2 separate regions of the Sus scrofa genome follow, and region 1 is linked to region 2. Evidence: chromatin contacts called from public HiChIP or PLAC-seq data. All regions are on one chromosome and are shown on one strand. Each heading gives the region's core, a stretch centred on a gene start, on an enhancer-like site or on the middle of the called end of the contact. The rest is flanking DNA. Distances are from core to core; before and after follow the strand shown.

Region 1 (2,700 bases), core at 79-2,578, 340 kb before region 2:
AGTGGCATCTGCAGGGAGTGAGGGGCAAGCAGCCGGTGATCAGATGTTCCTATACCACGGAAGTGCCCAGACCAACTATCGGGTCTGTGAGTGGGTTGGAACCTCCCTTTCTAAGCTACCTAGATGGTGTCAATCAACAACAATCATTTAATGACTGACCCTGCTGTTGAGTCAGCGCTGTCAGCCTCCACCCCTTTCTCGACTTCTGCTGATGCTGTTTGAAGCATCTAAGGGGTGAGAAGCTGGGGCCCGGCCTCATCAGCAGCAGCCCCACGATGAAAATTCCATCAAGGTCTCCTGTCTCCCTTCTGGCCTCGACCATCATGCTGTAGCCAAAAAATGTGAACTGGGCTAAGACACAGACAGGGTGCGAGGAACGTGGAGGGGCTGCCCAGATGTCCTTTCCAGAAAGGGGTGTGATCAGCAGATGCTTGTCAGCTGCTAGCCCCTCAGGGTCTGCCTCAGCTGCCTAGGCCATGTCCACAGCCAATGACGGATTATGGCAGGTGTATATAAGCCTAGCTATTTGGCCCAGGGCCCAGCAATTCACATGGGCCTCCCAGTCCTGCTTTCATGCCTTCCTTCCACAGGTGCTAATCCTAAGGCATTCCGCAATAAACACTGCAGCCTTCATTCCATTTCAGTCTGCTCTCCAGAGAACCCACATGCAGCCCGTGAGTTTGAATTTCAGCTGGACTAATTCGGAGCTCTGTGACCTTGGGGAAGCAAGAACTTCTTTTCTGTGAGACTTAATGTCCTGTTCTGCAAAATGAACACATAGTAACTTTTTTCATAGGATTGTTGCTGGTGCATTTACATATCTGGTGCAGAGTACTTGCTCATCAGTATTAGCTATTGTAATCTCAGGCAAGTTATGTAACTTTAGTGAGCCTTGGATCCGTTATCTAAAAATAAGAACAATATCGCTTACATCTCAGGATTTTTTTAAAAAATTGAAGTCTAGTTGATTTACCGTGTTGTTAGCTTCTGGTGTACAGCATAGTGCTTCAGTGTATCTCAGGATTTTGGTAAGGATCATATGACATACTCTGTGTGTGAGGTACTCAGTAGATATGCCCTTTCCCCTTATTTTTCCTTTATCATATCAATAGTACCTTTATAGAGTGAATTAAAAAAATAATTCTTTTTAATGTTATTTATTGCTTGCCCTTTATCAGAGTATAAAGTGCATTCATTCATATTCGGAGGAGGAAAATTGCATGTAGAGCAGAAGGGCGGGGCTCAGGTGGAGCCCTGGTTTTGTGGCTCTCTTCTCTTCCATTCCAGGTCAAAGGACAACTCCAGGCAGCACACCCTGCATGACTCAACATATTCTACACACTGCTCATATGACCTTCGTTTCCCCTTTTTCCTTGGTTCACTTTTATAATCCTTGTAATGATCTATTTCTGTGGATTATAGGATTTCTGTTTTATCTGGTAAATCTCTGAGAAGCAGGGAAGTATCTCTCTCTCTCTCTCTTTTTTTTTTAAAGGGTCTGGCTGGCTGTTCATTGGTTCTTGTACTAGTTAATAGTGACCAGCTCTTACAGCAATGCTGAGTTCTGCTGGATGCATTCAGAGCAGGAATTCCTGCTGACTTCACAAGGAATCTGAAAGCCAGATGGGGTCTTCTGAGCCCCCCCTTGTCCAACTCTGTCATCTCACCCATGAGGAATTTTTGTTTAGGTCAGCCTATTTTTAAATAATGTCATTTAAAATCTTATGTGGAATTTTTGTAGCCCCATCTTTATTACATCTTTCTTTTATAACTTCATAGTCTATTTTTTGTTTCTCGTTTAAAGCTTCGTCAGTTCTAGGAACACTGTCTTACACTGACACCTACTGGACAGGTGGGAAAATAGCTGATACCAAGAACACTACCGTTTGTTAGGACTAGAGACAGATAAATAGTGTCTTTCCCACTGCATTCATATTTATTTATTTATTTATGTATTTATGTATTTATTTATTTATTTTTGAGGGTGGTCTTTGCAGGGGCATACCTGCAGCATATGAAAATTCCCAGGCTAGTGGTCGAATCAGAGCTGCAGCTGCCAGCCTACGCCACAGACACAGCCACAGCAATGCCAAATCTGAGCCAAGTCTGTGACCCGTACCAAAGCTCTCACAGCAACGCCAGTTTCTTAACCCACTGAGTAGGGCCAGAACCCATGTCCTCATAGATACTAGTTGGGTTTGTTACCGCTGAACCACGGGGGGAACTCCCACATTCACTTTTAATAAGCCTCTTTCTTATAACTGTCCCGGTCATAAGCTTTCATTTCCCTCTTCTTCTACTAAACCTAATTGTCTATATTAGATTTTAGATTTCTGGGATGTGATGATTAGATCCAGTTAAGATGCTACAAGCCCATAGTATGTTTATGCAGTGCCATTCTTTAGATATATTTAATGTTTAATGAGGCACAATAATCCCACTCAGTAACTGTGATAATTCTGCAAGCACTGTAGCTCTGAAGCACTGACATGTCAGGTGGGCCCTGTGAAAGGTATGGAACCATTCTTAATCCTAGAGTCACCTGATGGTGGGGACTGCCAGAGGCCATCTCATCTGGATCAAAACCTCTCACCATTGGCAGTAAGAACTATCCAGGATGAAGGACATAAATTCTTTCCTTGACGATTTCTCCAGGGATCACAACCCCAGTGAGAATTCATTCAAACGCCTCACGGGACT
Region 2 (2,700 bases), core at 16-2,515:
AAAGAAAAGAAAGAATGAAAAGAAAAAGAAAAAATTCAGACCAGATTCTCCCACTTTCCACGTGGGCAACTTTGGCTAGGTTGTGCAACGTCTCTGAGCCTCAGTTTCCCCATCTGAAAAATTGGGGTAAGACTTTCTCTGCTCACCCTAGCAGGATGCTATAAGCCTCATAATAAGATATGTATTATTAAGAAAGCAAAAATTTCCTGGCTTGTTCACATCACACAGGAGGGGATGTGAAAAAAAGGAAAGGAGATGGAATCAAAATATCCCCTTGGTGACTCACCCTGATGAGAGGTGATAAAAATGTCTGTCTCCAGTGAGATGCTGGGATTGTCAGCGGCTTTATCTTTGACCTTTCATAGGTATCTTATGCAAAGCAAGGTCAGAAGGGAAAGTTCTCAAACTGAAGGAAAAACAAAGGCCTTGTGTTATGCCATAGAAGGTCAGCCACAGAGAAGAAATGATTTGTAAAACTGGGCCCATCTACTCCAGCCTCAGGCCAACATCCCTCTCTCTGAAGAGTCCACACCACCTCTAAAGAATCACTTAATTCTGTAGAAAATGTAAATCAGTGTTTTGGGGGTTCAGTTGCTGTTGGGCGGCGCTGTGTTCTCATGCCTGTAATGTTGCGGGCATGTCTGTAGAGCCGTGTGGGCCACAAAGGACTCACCCTGGGGAGTTGGAACCTCCCTGCCCTTCTTCCTGAGCGGCGCCAGCAGTGGGGACAGAGCTGAAGAATGGCTAGGAGCATGTGACATAGGGACTGAGCAGGAAGGCAATTTTTTTTTTTTTTTTTTTTTTTTTTTTTTGCTTTTTAGGGCCACACCCTTGGCATATGGAGATTCCCAGGCTAGGGGGTTGAATCAGAGCTGCAGACGCTGGCCTACACCATAGCCACAGACACGTGGGATCTGAGCTGTGTCTATGACCTACACCACAGCTCACGACAACACCAGATCCTTAACCCACATAGTGAGGCCAGGGATCGAACCCTCATCCCCATGGATGCTAGTTGGGTTCCTATCCCACTGAGCCACAATGGGAACTCCCAGGAAGGCAATTCTTAGGCAGAGAGATTGCCTGCCAAGGGGAGGAGAGACAGTTGCAGCTCCCAACTGGGACCCAGATGCCTGCCTCGACTCAACTGTTGGCAAATTCTGCCGATTCATCCTCACACAGCAGAATTCTCCTGGGGGTGCGGAGGAGGTGCGTGGAGGCGGGGAGCCGTGCTGGGAACACCCTACACTGAGTGACACAGACAGGGAGCTGGTGGAAATCCCCGCAGAGCTCCAGAGCTATGGCAGGACGCAGGCTTTGTCTGGGTCCCCACCTTTGTACCTGGAGAGGAACCTGCCATTTAGCTGGTAGTGGAAATAAGGGATCAAGGGCTGGTCTTGGTACCTTTTTGCTGTGTTCCTTCCCATGGAGAAACCCATTCCATGAAAGACGTTCTTACATCAAGGAGCAAAGGACTCCTGTGGGTGGAATATAAATGCAGTTTGTAGCAGGTTCCAGGGGAAAGTTAGCCCCTCCTGTTCTAGAAAAACACAGATATCTCCTTCCATGCCAGTGGGCTCTCTGGGAATTTCCACCATGGGAAGGCACTTCCAGAGACAACTCTAGCCTGGAGAGGGAGATGCCCTTCCCTGTGCAACATGACAGATGTACAGACAGCATGGTTTGTTTCTTGGTTTTATTTTTCCCCAGTAAGAAAGTCTGGATTAGAAACACATAGAAGGAAGGGGGAGCTAAAGTGTCCCGGCAGCTTCAATTTCTGCTCATTTCCATGTAACTGGTGTTCATCACCCTTATCTCGCAGCTTCAGGACTTTGTTTCCATCTCACCTTCTGAATATAGGCTATTGACCACCCTTGGCTCTCTAATCCTGGCTTCCCCTTCCTGGATGGTGAACAGGTGAGGACAGGCTCTGCCCGCAGCAGTTGTATTCCCCAATGGCTAACATAGTTCCAGCCCTGTATACATTTGTGGGATGAGTGAATGAATAAATGAATGGGTGAATTTCTGTCCCCGGCTGTGGTCTACTACAATTGCGTATTTTCTCATCATATTTTCCCTCTACCACCACCACCACCAAACTGAACCTTGTGTTAGGGCAGGAACTGTTATGCCCTATTCACCAGGAATTGTCTGTCCCAAAGTCAAGGGCAAGGTCAAACCCTCGTATTTAAAATACGGAAGGAAGGGAGGGACAGGGGATCCTGTTCCTTTAAGAGTCTGCCTTCTAGCTGGGGAGATTAGCCCATGGAATAACCTGAGAATGGCCATTGGCTAAGCTGATAGCTGTGGCATTCAGAGGGTGCAAGATGCCCACAGAAGGAGAGATGGTGAGAGTTGGAGAGGGGGTGCCTGAGACCAGAAAGTTCTTCCCCAGGGAAGACTGGCCAGGGGTCCTACTATGTGAGCAGAGTTTTCTGGAGACAGTATTGGGAGTTTGGAGATTTCTAAAAGGAAGAACTTATCTGCAGCTCATGGGCTTGGGATATAGAAAGGGAATAATAGGAGGTGAGTAAGAGTTCAGGTCCCTTTCCCCCAACCTCACCACCTGGAGCTGGGCTGCCATGAAAGCAGGTGGAACCCAGCCTCCCAGACAAGCCGGCCTTGGCAGGCAAGGCAATAGTAGTGACAGATTTTCTGGTCAACTCGCTTCCAGCTCTCTCATCTTTAGGCACTTGCCAA

What was found. HiChIP or PLAC-seq counts read pairs in DNA pulled down with a chosen protein or histone mark.
Region 1: a contact with region 2 is called in an H3K27ac HiChIP or PLAC-seq map of alveolar macrophages. The contact joins two enhancer-like sites. A contact is called at or near these places in 10 of 47 Hi-C or Micro-C datasets (embryonic fibroblasts, fetal liver, fibroblasts and 4 more) and 2 of 2 datasets of contacts at active chromatin or transcription factors (alveolar macrophages and skeletal muscle).

Annotation. Positions count from the first base shown.
Region 1 is chr9:106,656,054-106,658,753 of Sscrofa11.1, reverse strand. No RefSeq gene overlaps it. Among named protein-coding and RNA genes, the nearest start is that of PIK3CG, 48 kb to the left of the region's middle. Within about 2 kb of position 1,328, at least 24 of the 83 cell types and tissues checked have an H3K27ac peak or open chromatin away from gene starts, as enhancers often do. A contact at or near this core is called in alveolar macrophages, mesenteric adipose tissue and retroperitoneal adipose tissue, where this site is marked.
Region 2 is chr9:106,320,691-106,323,390 of Sscrofa11.1, reverse strand. No RefSeq gene overlaps it. Among named protein-coding and RNA genes, the nearest start is that of NAMPT, 160 kb to the right of the region's middle. Within about 2 kb of position 1,265, at least 7 of the 83 cell types and tissues checked have an H3K27ac peak or open chromatin away from gene starts, as enhancers often do. A contact at or near this core is called in alveolar macrophages, mesenteric adipose tissue and retroperitoneal adipose tissue, where this site is marked.